Regions from separate parts of the Mus musculus genome. Here all the other regions are linked to region 1. Evidence: chromatin contacts called from public HiChIP or PLAC-seq and promoter capture Hi-C data. All regions are on one chromosome and are shown on one strand. Each heading gives the region's core, a stretch centred on a gene start, on an enhancer-like site or on the middle of the called end of the contact. The rest is flanking DNA. Distances are from core to core; before and after follow the strand shown. Region 1 holds the start of Frmd5 (FERM domain containing 5). Region 2 holds the start of Ell3 (elongation factor RNA polymerase II-like 3). Region 3 holds the start of Mfap1b (microfibrillar-associated protein 1B). Region 4 overlaps Wdr76 (WD repeat domain 76). Region 5 overlaps Frmd5 (FERM domain containing 5).

What was found. Promoter capture Hi-C pulls out the DNA fragments that hold promoters and counts their contacts. HiChIP or PLAC-seq counts read pairs in DNA pulled down with a chosen protein or histone mark.
Region 2: a contact with region 1 is called in an H3K4me3 HiChIP or PLAC-seq map of embryonic stem cells, with 14 read pairs. The contact joins the promoter of Ell3 here to the promoter of Frmd5 in region 1. A contact is called at or near these places in 1 of 39 promoter capture datasets (neural stem cells), 1 of 15 datasets of contacts at CTCF or cohesin (the NIH/3T3 cell line), 1 of 484 Hi-C or Micro-C datasets (embryonic stem cells), 1 of 115 datasets of contacts at active chromatin or transcription factors (embryonic stem cells) and 1 of 9 other capture datasets (adipose tissue).
Region 3: a promoter capture Hi-C map of hippocampal neurons shows a contact between it and region 1, with 4 times the contacts expected there. The contact joins the promoter of Mfap1b here to the promoter of Frmd5 in region 1. A contact is called at or near these places in 1 of 39 promoter capture datasets (hippocampal neurons) and 2 of 115 datasets of contacts at active chromatin or transcription factors (embryonic stem cells and stem cell-derived neural progenitor cells).
Region 4: an H3K27ac HiChIP or PLAC-seq map of embryonic stem cells shows a contact between it and region 1, with 12 read pairs. The contact joins the enhancer-like site here to the promoter of Frmd5 in region 1. A contact is called at or near these places in 1 of 39 promoter capture datasets (neural stem cells) and 8 of 115 datasets of contacts at active chromatin or transcription factors (embryonic forebrain, embryonic stem cells, fetal liver and 3 more).
Region 5: a contact with region 1 is called in an H3K4me3 HiChIP or PLAC-seq map of embryonic stem cells, with 25 read pairs. The contact joins the enhancer-like site here to the promoter of Frmd5 in region 1. A contact is called at or near these places in 10 of 39 promoter capture datasets (the 3T3-L1 cell line, the HPC-7 cell line, cranial neural crest and 6 more), 1 of 15 datasets of contacts at CTCF or cohesin (the NIH/3T3 cell line), 11 of 484 Hi-C or Micro-C datasets (embryonic fibroblasts, embryonic stem cells and nephron progenitors), 20 of 115 datasets of contacts at active chromatin or transcription factors (SST interneurons, bone marrow-derived macrophages, craniofacial prominence and 13 more) and 4 of 9 other capture datasets (adipose tissue, embryonic stem cells, liver and 1 more).

The regions. Positions count from the first base shown.
Region 1 is chr2:121,805,728-121,808,369 of GRCm38.p6, reverse strand. It overlaps Frmd5 (FERM domain containing 5), which reads left to right and starts at 1,313. Exons shown (of 14, transcript NM_001360084.1): 1 at 1,313-1,640. The coding sequence starts at 1,539.
Region 2 is chr2:121,441,248-121,443,889 of GRCm38.p6, reverse strand. Ell3 (elongation factor RNA polymerase II-like 3) reads left to right here and starts at 1,289. Exons shown (of 11, transcript NM_145973.2): 1 at 1,289-1,494; 2 at 1,709-1,744; 3 at 2,067-2,179; 4 at 2,277-2,463; 5 at 2,549-2,628. The coding sequence starts at 1,363.
Region 3 is chr2:121,472,677-121,475,318 of GRCm38.p6, reverse strand. It overlaps Mfap1b (microfibrillar-associated protein 1B), which reads left to right and starts at 1,296. Exons shown (of 7, transcript NM_001081975.3): 1 at 1,296-1,485. The coding sequence starts at 1,407. It also overlaps the pseudogene Gm14018.
Region 4 is chr2:121,511,845-121,514,486 of GRCm38.p6, reverse strand. The region is part of intron 2 of Wdr76 (WD repeat domain 76); the gene reads right to left. Among named protein-coding and RNA genes, the nearest start is that of Wdr76, 6.4 kb to the right of the region's middle. Within about 2 kb of position 1,291, at least 14 of the 459 cell types and tissues checked have an H3K27ac peak or open chromatin away from gene starts, as enhancers often do. A contact at or near this core is called in embryonic stem cells, where this site is marked.
Region 5 is chr2:121,547,647-121,550,288 of GRCm38.p6, reverse strand. It overlaps Frmd5 (FERM domain containing 5), which reads left to right. Exons shown (of 14, transcript NM_001360084.1): 14 at 1,057-2,642. The coding sequence ends at 1,634. Among named protein-coding and RNA genes, the nearest start is that of Wdr76, 42 kb to the right of the region's middle. Within about 2 kb of position 1,313, at least 13 of the 459 cell types and tissues checked have an H3K27ac peak or open chromatin away from gene starts, as enhancers often do. A contact at or near this core is called in differentiating embryonic stem cells and embryonic stem cells, where this site is marked.

The DNA.
Region 1 (2,642 bases), core at 64-2,563:
TCTTGAGCCCCCCTGGCCCCCCCCAAAACGGTTAGAATTCTTTCTAGTCTACTATAGGGGGTTTTAATAGTTATGTGTTATGCTGATATAGTAAGAGCATACATGTAATGAGAAATTAATAATTCATTATTTTAAACGAATATATTTCTCACAGTACTAATGTTTTGGATTGACATTGTTTCAATGTTGGATCTTGTCACCTGCTAGGAAAGAGCTCTACCACTGGGTTACACCCCTATTCCAACCTAACTCCTATTTAACATTTCCTTTCAGTGAAATCTTTGAAGGTAGAGAGAGCCAGTGGGATAGCTTGTCAGGCAAGTCTGGCCATCCGTTTAATCACTGAAACCACATAAAGGTGGGAGGATGGAACTGATTCCACAAAGTTGTCCTCTGACCTTCACACTCGTACGTGGTACCTAAGTGTTCATATTCCATGCACAGGCACACATTGGTATTATTAATAATAAAATCTTTGAAGGTGGCTGTCTCTTAGCGAAGTTGTGGAAAGGAACTTTTAAGTCTGCCGATGGGGAGGACACAAAGGAAAGGAGGCATTTCCCCCCCCCCCCCGGTTCTTTGTGCAATACAGCTCCTGACCATTGTGCTTTGTTGCAGACGTCTGAAGATGTAATAATTCTTTCTAAAAGTACAAGGAAAGGTCCACCAGTTCCTGTTCCCTGCCCAGCTAAGGAGCACACCTCAGCCTTCTTTTGTCTTCTGAAAATAAAAGAAGGGTTAGAGCGTAGGGTTTTCTAAGCGCTAAACGCGGGCGCTTACAAGCTTCTGTGGTTGCACCAGAGTAAATAGCTATTGTAAAACAGATGTTCACTAAAATAAGGGTGCTCGAGGCACAGGGGCCCATGGAGCTGACTTAGGGCAGCGCACAGGTGGGGAGAGCCGCCAGGTCGGGAATGTGGGTGACTGTTTTCTGCAGGTGCCGCCTCCTCGCTTTGGCTTCCAAGAGAGCAAGAACCGGGTGTTGCAGGGTGCAAGTCTTGACTCCTGAAACAGCTCAAATGTTATTCCAGGTTGTAGACACCGATCTCGTGAAGTGTCCACACATGGCCCGGTCCAGGACAAACAGCATCCATACCAACCACCGCCCGCGAAGGGAGCGAGCCAGGGCTTGGGGCGCTAGGGGGCTGGCCCGACTGGGCTCACTACTGCTGTTTTGCGATGATTGCTTCCTCCGCCCGCTCATCATCCCCATTCCTTATTCTGATTGGATCTTCCTCCTGCTAATCGGTTCCGCCGCGCTGACCTCCATTGGCCCCCTACCTAGGCCCCGCCCCATGAGCTGGGCACGGGCAGTGGGGCGCCCGGGAGAGAACCCAGCTTGCTTGGGGTTTGGGGGAGGCGGTGGTGGCTCTGTAGAAGGAAGAAGAGTGGGGCGGGAGGAAGCAGCGGTGGCGATCCGGTCAGGGTGATGGTGCAGGTGCTAAGGGCCGGCGCGGAGCTGCCGCGCTGAGGGGCGACGGGTCCGGAGTCCGCAGCGCCGCCGCGTCGCTCCCGAGGACGGGCGAGCGGGCGGGAAGATGCTGAGCAGGTTGATGAGCGGCAGCAGCAGGAGTCTGGAGCGCGAGTACAGCTGCACCGTGCGGCTGCTGGACGACAGCGAGTACACCTGCACCATCCAGGTCAGCGCCGCGCCGCCCGCCCGCCCGCCCGCCGGCTCGCGGGATCCGGCTCCCCAGACTCGGCCAAGTTGGCGGGGTCCGCCGCCCGGGGTCGCTCCAGCTCTAACCCCGGCGCGGCGCTTTGTCCGCCCCGCAGCCGCACCGCCCGGCGCGCGGCATCCCAGCCCGAGCTCAGCCGGGCACTGGTACCACGCGCCGCGCGCCCCTGCGGGGTGAGTCGCGTCCCGCACCTGCAACTCCTGCTCTGCGCCTTCTCGGGCGGGGGACCCCGGGTCTCGGCTTCTTCAGCCAGCGGATAGGCAGCACCTTGGGCGGGCATCCTGAGCTAGGCGTGTAGGGCGGGAGACGCCTGCCCGGGCCGCCCCGTCGAGGGGTGCGGGCTGAGGCTCCCCCGGCCCCGCCAGGCCCGCCAGCCAGCCTTTATCTCCCTGGTTGGAAGGATAAAGGTTTATGTCATAATTTCTCCTGAGCGTTTGTGAGTCAGACGGAACGCGCAGCCCATGCAGAGTGGCCTATTGAAGGCGCCCAGCCCTCTGTGCTTTGAGGCTCTAGCTCCCTTCCTTGTCTTTTGACCCCCAAATCTCAGCGTGTTGGTTATTTCTGGGGGTGGGGGGCGTGAGGCAAAGATTTAGCAACAAGTCACAGAGATTTGGAGGTTAGCAGTGGCTGGAAGGAGTCGGGGACTTAGGGAAAAGCCAACAATGCAATAATGCCACACAGCATTTCTTTCAGAACCTGGTTTTTACAACCCCTTGCTTGTGTTCCTTCACTACTGCTGTGTGGCGCGTCAGGAGTCTAATATGGTTTTCCCCAGGAATGCAGTCTGTCCTTTGTAAAGTCAGAGGTTGAAAACACTGACCATGCTCACAGATTTAGTTCTTCAACCAGAGGACCCTGCGCTCACCGCCAAAAACTGCTCTTTGTGGAGAAGAAAATTTGAGTTGGACCCAGAAGGGTCTCACCTGATCCCTTTCCTTTCCTGCAAGAACCTGGAGGAGGCTT
Region 2 (2,642 bases), core at 40-2,539, 360 kb after region 1:
AAAATCAGCATTACTGCGAATATTTCCCTGCATATAGGAGTGTATTGTTCTTATACACATATTGTACATGTTCTGAGTGCATTGTTCAATGGGTTTAGACAAATTATTTGTTTTGAGATGAACAGCATTAAAATCACTTGGAATTACACACACACACACACACACACACACACACACACACACACACTAATATAAAATATATATCCCAGTTATTCGATCCCAGTTAGGAAAAAAGGAGATAAGAGAGTCTGAGAGACATAACCAAACACAAATAAATAAAGACAGGAAACACTGGCCTGAGATTTGTCGGGGGTGGGGTGGGGTGGGGTGGGGGTGGGGGTCTCAAAACCATAGGATCTGTAGCCCTGCTGGGAAACTTGCAGGCACCTTTTAGTCAAGAGTAGAGGCTAACACATGTAATCCTAGCATTTGGGAAATATAGGCAGGAGAATTGCTAGTGAGTTCAGCAAGAGTGATCTACATAGTGAATGAAACCCTGTCTAAAAGAAAAAACAAAAGACTCAAAGAGGAGGGGAGAGTGCCTTTAAAGGAGCCAGCTGTGGTTTCGCCACTTTCTCTTATGTTTATTAGGCTACATAGTAACACCTGGGAGTGAGTTACGGCTTTCTGCTCTCTGATTTATTATTTTATTTATTTATTTATTGCCACAACTACGCCCGCCCCACACCCCCATCCACCGATAGGCTTGGCTCCAGTCCCAGATAGCCAGACTTCCAAATCTGCGAGGCACCCACCCACCTGGCCTTACAGCCTCATCAAGTCCCTTTTAGAAACCAAATTGGGATCCGCCTCAGCAGACGCAGCAACTCGGGCGGAAAAAGAAAAAGGATTGCACTGGTCCCTCTTGGGGTCTGCCATCCTCTGGTCCCTTAGGTACTTCGGGGCCTCGGAGGCATAAATGACTCAATCCGACTATCAACCAGTCTCGATTCCCTCCCCTGTGAGACTGAAACCCTCAAGTGGTTTCAGGTTCAGCTTTTACTTAAAGACAACGATTTTGAATCCAGAATGGGGAAACTGGGAAAACTGAGGCAGAACAAGACATCCTGGGTGACAGGTCAGACCCTCGAAGCAGATCCTTTCTCATTAGACCTGGAATGCTCCTCATAGTGTCCAATACTGCCCAAGCCAAATCAAGAAGAAACCGCTTGGGTTCTGGCCAGCAGCTGAGGTGAGTGAGGTACCGCCCACAAGGCCAGGGAAACTTTGGGGCGGTGCCGGGGGTGGGGTCATGGTGGAGGGCGGGACAGACCCGGAGGGCGGGAGTGCCAGCCTAGGCTTGCACAGCAGAGGTGGCCCTCACCTGTGGTCCCGGTTCTGCATGTGCGCGACTTTGGCACCATGGAGGGGACCCAGGAAGCTCTGAGTGGGAAAATGCGGCTCCTCTTCACCCCCGCTGCTCGGACCAGCCTCCTGATGCTAAGGCTCAACGAGGCGGCGCTGCGGGCATTGCAAGAGTGTCAGCAGCAACAGGTGAGACTGGCCCCCGGCCCCTTCTTCCCTTCCCGGCCAACCAGACCTTGGCCTCCCAAGGCTATGCTGGAGAAGGGACTTGGGGTTGTGCGGGTTTTCAGATTCCAGTCCCCCCGCCTCCAAGTGAAGCCGGCCAGGCAGGTGTCCCCAGCCTCCTCGATCCTGGGGACTTTGCTTCCTTTGTGTTCAGCTGGTGTTTGGGCTCTTCCTGCAGGTACGGCCAGTGATCGCTTTCCAAGGCCACCGAGGGGTAAGTGCTGGCCGGATGTGCGAGGGAGGTTGGGGGTGAGAGAGCGTAAGCGTGGGCTCCAGGAAGGTGAGCTCTGGGCCGGAGCTTGCCAGAGGTCACAGTCTGAGCAAGTTATGAGAACTAAACCCTATGAAGATGTGGGGCTGTGGTCCCAGGAGACTGTGCAGTCTCAGCCTCTTGGGGGAACTCTGAACCAGCTGCACCTGGTGTGCTAACGAGCCCCTTGGGGATTTGTCTTCAGTCTTAGAATTGTTTGGGGAGGAGTGGCATGGACAGGAGGAAGAGGGGCCGGCTTAACTGGGTTTACCATTCCCTACCCCAGTACCTAAGGTTTCCAGGCCCGGGATGGTCCTGCCTTTTCTCCTTCATAGTATCCCAGTGTGGCCAAGAGGGCACTAATGGTGGCTTGGACCTTGTGTACCAACGCTTAGGCAGGTAAGGACAAGGTAAGAGAAGTTTGCAGGAAATGGGAAGAAGTGTTCAGAAGATCTCCAACTCATTTTTCTATTGTCTTTCCCACTCTTCTTTCAAGATCTGGGCCGAACTGTCTCCACTGCCTGGGCTCCCTTAGAGAGCGACTCACTATTTGGGCAGCCATGGATACTATCCCAGCTCCACTGTTAGCTCAGGAACACCTGACTGAAGGTACCAGAGAGTCTGAGAGCTGGCAGGACACTGGAGACGAACCTGAAGGCCATCCCCAGCTGGCACCAGATGAGGTGAGACTAGAAACAGCAGGTAGTCATCATAAGGTGGGACACCCAGGTCCAGGGAGCCAAGTTTTCCTATAACTTCCCCTGACAGGTGTCTGACCCACTGGCAAGCCACCATGAACAGTCACTCCCAGGATCCTCCAGTGAGCCCATGGCACAATGGGAAATGAGGTACTGAGACAGGC
Region 3 (2,642 bases), core at 47-2,546, 330 kb after region 1:
CACCCCAATAATAAGAATTTGGGGTTTTTTGTTTTGTTTTGTTTTTGTTTGTTTGTTTGTTTTGTTTTTTCGAGACAGGGTTTCTCTGTAAAGGGTTTCTCACTTTGTAGACCAGGCTGGCCTCGAACTCAGAAATCTGCCTGTCTCTGCCTCCCCGGTGCTGGGATTAAAGGTGTGAGCCATCACACTCGGCAGAATTTGCTAAAGGTAGACACTTCTGTTTCTCTCAGGTTAACATTTAGTGCATAGTTGTTTACAAACTCTGAGGGGTTCTAACTTGAACTTCTTATTTTTATGTATATCTTTGGGGCTCCCCCCCTTAATTTAGATGGGAGGGTAATGTGGTTATAATCCAATAAACATTTTTAATAATAACAACAACAACAAAAATATTTTTGTCTACTCTGGCCTTCTAAAGCTTTTCTGCTTGTAAGCTTCGTCCTTGTTTGACTCATTGAAAATCCTCACTAAAGTTTGTCAATTTCCTGTCTTCACCAAGCAAGGACACAGGTGAAAAAATTTGATAATTATATTAACAGAACCTTCAAAGTCCTATATAATATTGTACTCCCTCCCAGAATTTTTACTGTGTAGACCGACTAGCCTCAATTACAGAAATCCACCTGCCACGGTCTTTCCAGTGCTAGAATAAGGGCATGTGTGTCCAAATCAACAATTGGCCCCTAAGGGATTCTCCTTTTTTTTTTTTTTTTTTTCTTTTGAAGAGTCTTCTCTTGTTGCCTAAGCTGGCCTACAAAACACGGCAATCCTCTTTCACCTTCCCAAATGCTGGGATTACAGACGTGACCCACGTATCCGGATGAAACACTTTACACTTCTAGCTTTTTATTTTTTATTTGTTTTTTCTTTTTTGTTTTTTCAAAACAGGGTTTCTCTGCGTAGCCCTGGCTGTCCTGAAACTCACTCTGTAAACCAGGCTGTCCTCGAACTCAGAAATCCGCCTGCCTCTGCTTCTTACTGGGATTAAAGGGGTGCACCATCATTTTCGGCCACACTTCTAGCTTTAAACAGTATGCACCAACAGTCTCTCCTAAAATGTAATAAATAAAATCTTTAATCCGAACCTTCCTGGACCTTACCAAAACCAAAAGAAACAACTGTCAGACAGGAGGACCTTCCAGTTCTTGAGCGGTTGAAGACGAGAAAATTGCCTTAGGAAAGCGCACAAATTTCAAGCTAGCCCTTTAAGCGATCAGCGCTCAGCCGCCCTCCAATTACCCACAATCCTCTGTTATGTACTTCCGGTTCCTCTACCTCTGCCGGAAGTTGTTTCTGTCAGTTGCGCAGCTGTGTCCAGCACAGCCTGTGGGACGCGGCGTTCTGCTCCTTGCTCTTCGTTGTTGGGATTGAGTCCGTTTTGGAGAGTCTCCGCGGCAGCCGTCACCATGTCGGTCCCAAGCGCACTCATGAAGCAGCCGCCCATCCAGTCTACGGCTGGGGCCGTCCCAGTTCGAAACGAGAAAGGTACGGGCTCCCCTCCCCTCCGGTTGGCTCTGAACTCTTTCATCCTGAGTATCTCTCAAACCTGCCTTACGCCGACCATGCCAGCTCGGCTGGCCCTTAAAACCTAGCTGCAGTTTCTTCCTGCGTCCCGCCTAAAGTCACAGGTGGCGTAGAGAAAGGGGATAGCGGGATCCACTTGCATCTACCTGATCGATTTAGTGAGGAGATCTCTCTCGAAATATGAAGTAAAGGAGGCTGGAGAGGCAGATCAGCGGTTGAGAGGACGTACTGCTGTACCACAGGGCGCAAGTTCAATTGCCAGCAGTCACTTCAGGTGACTCAACAACAACCTGGGACCCCAAGTCTAGGGAGATCTGACACCTCTGGCTTCTGCCAGTACCTACGCTTGTGCACATATCCACACATAGCATCCTTACAAATGATGATAATAATAATGCTGCATAGATGGCTCAACCGTTAAAGGCCAGGCTCACAGGCAGAACAGTAACAAAAATCAAAATATAAGAAGAAAGTGGGGCTGGCGAGATGGCTCAGTGGTTAAGAGCACCGACTGCTCTTCCCAAGGTCCTGAGTTCAAATTCCAGCAACCACATGGTGGCTCACAACCATCCATAACGAAATCTAATGCCCTCTTCTGGAGTGTCTGAAGACGGCTACAGTGTACTTACATATAATAAATAAATAAAATCTTTAAAAAAAAAAAGAAGAAAGTGAGCTAGAGGCCTATGTTGTGTGTTTCTTTTCACTGTAATTGTTTTGTTTGTTTATTTTTAAGTGTATGAATGCTTTGCTTCCATGCATGGATATGCACCATGTGGGTGCAGTACCCACAGAGGCCAGAGGAGGGCCTGGAGTATCAGACTGTAACAGACTGCCATGCAGATGCTGGAAAATTGATCCAGGACCTCTGTATGAGCAGCAGAGCCTCTTAGCTGCTGAGCCACCTCTTGAGCTCCACCCTGTTTGTGTTATAGAAGAGATCTCCCGATTCAGCACAAGAGCTGGAGGAAAAGGTAGAAGCTGGCTAGTCAGAACGTTAAGTTAGGTCGTAAAGGCTGCCACAGCACCGCAGAGAGAGAAGCTAGGAAGAGAGCTGCCCTTACTGTGCCTGAGGTCAGACCCCGAGCATCCACATAGACACCTTGTGGGGAGAAGAG
Region 4 (2,642 bases), core at 42-2,541, 290 kb after region 1:
CAGGAAATCAGAAGTCCTCTAGTCTAAGGGCACTCAGGCCACCCCTACATGCATCCACTCACACAAAGATTATAAAATGGAGCTACAGAGATGACTCACTGGCTAAGAGCACTTGCGGCTAATGCAGAGGACCTGAGTTCAGTTCTCAGTGGCTCTCAGCCATGTGTAAAATGATTCACTAGGCCCTGAGAACCCTCTTCTGACCTCCACAAGCACCAAGCATGCAAGCGGTGCACATTCATACATGCAGGCAGAACACTTACACCCATATACGCCAAATAAAGCTAAAAGAAAATAAATTAGTATGGAATAAAAGTAAAGAACTTTTAAGAAATTCAAGACAGCCAAGTGGTAGGAGACCCTGTCCCAAATTTTAAAAATTATTTTTAAAAAAAAAGTCGTTAGAAATTCTTTATATACCATTGATGCTAAAAGTCGGGCCCTAGAAGAAGCATCGCCAATATCTACTCACAGTTCACAGTGGAGAACCTCTGTCCAGAGCACGGACGAAGAGGTGTTCACCTGCTAACCCCACACAGGAAAGACCTTTACCCAGCTGTTGTTATGACCCATGAATATTGTATTTTCTAGCTATGTAATATTGTGTCCTTGCTGGATGTGTTGGTGCACACCATGAATTCCAGCATTTGGAGGTTCAAGGCCAGCCTGGTCTACAAAGCAAGTCCAGGAAAACCAGGGCTCTGTTACACAGAGAAACCCTGTCTGGGGGAAAAAAAAAAACAACAACAAAAACAAAACAAGAGAGAGGGAGAGAGGGAGAGAGAGAGAAAAGAAAGAAAGAGGGAGGGACCATGCAAACATTAGTGCACAATAGCTTGGGTTTTCAATTGTTACTTAGGGTCAGAAGCACCAGACTAGAAGGATGTGTAAATATCACTTCCTCAATTGCCTGTAAAAGAAGGGCAAGCTGCCTTGGGGAAGGTGACCTGCCAAGAGGAAGGTGACCTTCTCCAAAGCAGCTCCCAAAGCCAACAAGTAAAGTAAGGAAAATATCTTTTTGAATAACAAAGCGACCAGAGCTAGAGCAGAAGAGCTTGGTGGACTCAGATGCGGGAGGCTGTGGCAGCACAGACCTGGGAAGCAGGCACTGAAAACCACATGGAGAGTCGCAATGGCACAAGTCAGCTTAAGTTAGAGACTAGCTGAGAGACTGCCCCAGAAGAAGGCCAACAGCCTTCAACTAGAGAAGCCTTCTCACTAGTCTACCTAGACTCTAGCTGGTCCAGACAGCTTCCTGCACTTAGGACAAGGTTTCATTCCGCAAGTGACAAGGAGTGGCTGCAGAGGGGCTGTGACTATCTACATAACTAACAAGGCCAGCTGGGACTATCTCATAGCTGCTGGTAACTCCAACTCCAGGAGATTCCACGCCCTCTTCTGGGATCCTCACACATATAAATGAGAAGACATTTTAAAATAAGTTTCTATGCCTGGTTCTCACAAAATACCATCCCTTGGAGGAGGCAGTATAAGAAGAAAACTCTGTCTTTATCCCAGGCTAGCTTCTCATTCCTCCTGTGTCACACCCCTGTAATGTTGTGGTTACAACTATATGCTACTACCCCCAGGTTCTCACAAAATATTTTGCTGTTCGTCTAAGACACCTTCTTATAGAAGAGCTACAAACTGAAATCTCAGATGAACAAAAAATGAATTGCAAGAAAGACAACCTCCAACAGCACACCCAAGGCCTGACACCATCTCAGGAACACACTGGGGCTCTTGAAACAAGAGGGGGATTTACTTTATAACTTATTAAAATACATTTCTAGGTGATTCTACAAAATAATGAAAAGCGGGAATGTCAGGTTTGGTATTTCTGTAATTCCAAGCACTTGGAAGCTGAAGCAGGAGAACTGCCAAGAGCCTGGGCCGACAGATGAGTTCTAGGCCAGCCTATGCGTCTGTGAAATCATACCAAGCACCACAATAAAAAACAGTAATGATGATGTAAAGAGAACAAACTAATGAACCATCTGATTAAGTTATCTTAGCCAGACCCCGGAGTACAGGGCTACAATCCCAGATAATGAGGATGACACAAAAGGATCAAAAGTCCCATGGCCAACCTAGCCAACAAAGTAAGACCCTGTTTCAAAATAGAACATGAAAAGGTGGCTGGAAATCTGTCTCCTTAGAACAGTGCTTCTCTAGCATGTGTGAGGCCCTAGCACCACAGAAAGATAAATAAATGCTGCAATGTTTATATATATATATATATATATATATATATATATATATTATTTTAGGGATAACACCACTTAAACATCTATACAGTTGTAATTTCTATTTATTATATGCAAACAAAAATCAGCTCATACAGCCAACAGTCTTGGCTTAAGACATAATCTAATCCAACAGTTCTCAATGTACAGTTTCAGACCAATAGCATCAGTGCTGTAAGATATTATAGAAGGTGGGCTATGGTGGTCAGCATCTTAATCCTACCATTAGGCATGAAGAGGCACAGAGATCTCTGTGAGTTCAAGGCTAGTGTGGTCTACAGAGTAGACAAGCAGGACAACCAGGGCTACACAGGGAGACCCTGTTTTGAAGAACAACATGAAGAAATGTTAAAGATAATATTAAATATAAAGTAAATTTAGACTAAATTAAAAGGT
Region 5 (2,642 bases), core at 64-2,563, 260 kb after region 1:
TCAATACTAAAGGTTTATGGTGATATTTCTGGATAATTTAAGGATACATAACATTTTGAATGAGATACATTTCATATACAACAAGAGATAAAAATGGATCCATAAAAAGGTTTTGAGATGGAGGGAGGGAGGGAAAAGGGAGAGGGTGGAGAAATGGGGAGGGGTGCTGGCTACATTTTCTTGTTCAGGACTGGCCTGATATTGAATGACCTTAAAGCAGTCTTCTGTTGAGAGGACAGAACATTAACATGCTTGGTGAACAACTGTGGTGGTCAGGCATTCTACTAGAAATGCCTGTCTGCCCATCCTCCTGTCTGCTGAGCTCACGGACAGCTTAGTAGGTGCCATAGCTTCTGACTCGATGTCCTGATGTCAGCCTCACTCTCCTTCCTCAGCCAGCTTAGGGATTAATCACAAGCCAAGATATTTTGTACTGAAGTGGCTGCTGGCACCAAAGCTGGTCATACTTGGGAGATCTGGCTGTCATAGATGTCCATGTGAGGGGACAGGCCTTTTAGAGGGTGTCATGTGCCAGGATCAGGCCACAGACAGGGCTTAAAGAGTTCTGTTTCATCAGTGACGCAGAAAGTATTTCTGTCATGCGTGCCAGCGGCCGCATCAGGAAATACAGAGAAGCCAAAGCATCCAGAGTTCTGGGGCAACGGCTCTTAATCCCAAGTTCCTTGGGTGCCTGAGTCCCAAGGCAGGTGCAGGCTGCAGACTTACTTATGTGCCCTGCATCCCATAGACCCCCACTGTGAGTCACAGGCTTGGATTCCATCCGCAGTTCTGCCTTGAGCCACATGACTTCTAACTATTCACCCCCTCCACTTTATGGAGTTGTTGAAAGACACAAATGAAAACTTTAAACATTTTTTTAAAATGTCCACTGGGTACTTCTTTTGCCCTGTTCTTGATGTCTGCATATGGAGTCCACAGCTACTGCTGCTGTACCGTGGAGCATAAGCAGCCACCTAAGGACCTGAGCTGACGCCACTGGATAGGAAAGAATGTTGTGACCCGGAAAGCTAATTCCTGTGCTTTTCGCCTTTCCAGGCCTTGAGTCGCTACGAGACAGTGCCCATTCCACCCCAGTGCGGTCCTCTTCCCATGGGGACACCTTCCTGCCTCACGTGAGAAGCAGCCGGGCAGACAGCAATGAACGTGTCGCTGTGATAGCGGATGAGGCCTACAGCCCCGCAGACAGTGTGCTGCCCACCCCTGTAGCCGAGCACAGCCTGGAGCTGATGCTGCTCTCCCGGCAGATCAACGGGGCCACGTGCAGCATTGAGGAGGAGAAGGAGTCGGAGGCCAGCACCCCGACTGCGACAGAGGCGGAGGCCCTGGGAGGAGAGCTGAGGGCCCTGTGTCAGGGGCACGGCGGGTCAGAGCAAGAACAGGTGAATAAGTTTGTTTTAAGTGTTCTCCGTTTGCTCCTTGTGACCATGGGACTCCTCTTTGTTTTGCTCCTCCTCCTGATCATCCTTACTGAGTCTGACCTTGACGTTGCTTTTTTCCGAGATATCCGCCAGACCCCCGAGTTTGAACAATTCCACTATCAATACTTTTGTCCCCTCAGGCGATGGTTTGCCTGCAAAATCCGCTCAGTGGTGAGCCTGCTCATTGACACCTGAGAAGGCATGACTCCTCCCAATAACTAGCCGGGTGGACCAAGGAACCCGGCTACCCATTCCCAGCAATGGGACCCATCGCGGAACCATCGGCACACACACCAAGTCCTCTCATGACTCAAAGTCCACTGAGCCTAGCAGGGTTCTTTCCCAGCAGAAGAAAGGGATATAGGCTAATGCTCTGTAAACCGGGAACATTCAGTTTCTTCAGAGGCTCTTCCGAGAAAGGCTCAGCAACTCAAATGTTTCTCATCCTTCAATATGCAGAATAATTTGGGGGTTTGAACTTTTAGTTTTTCATAGATGTGTATTATTTTGAAAGTATCCAAATAAAAGTCACTTATTTTACTAGACTGATGATTGCAGTAGTGTCACCCAGTAGATGGGACACTAGCTGAAGACTCAGACTGTTGTCCTCTGTACCCTGCAATTTTCTCACTGGTGCCAGTGGGTTCCGGGAGACCCAGCAGGGCAGGCCGGGGCTGTGGGCAGGCAGGAATGGCTTCCTCGCCAGACAGGAAGGTTTCACAAAGTAAACGGCGTAGAATGATTAAATAGAAAGTTGCTTCTTACGATAGTCTGAGTTGGATTTTCTTTCCCTTTTGTTTGTTTTTGTTTTTTCAAATCTGAGCAGAGAGTGCATCTGAAGGGACCACAGCTACAGCAGCAGCAGTGGAAGGGGTGGGGTAAGTCTGTCCCCTTAGACTAGAGCCTAGTGAACACCTGAGTTGTATTTAATGTTTTGCTTTTCTTTCTGAAGAACCTCAAGACTTTTAGTGCTTCTGGGGTGTCAAAGTGGTGCCAGAGTGTGCGGTCAGAGATGTCCCACAGCACAGTTACCAGAGACCTGTGCTGAGTCACACGAGAGCCTGCAGAGCCGCAGGGAGCTGTGCTTGTCTTGTTACAGTATGCCCCTCCCCCCAAAAAAGACTATTTCAAGCTCTATTTTAACAGCAAAATGTTATTTTCCTATCTATTCCTATTTTGTTTTCACTTTATGAATCAAAAGAT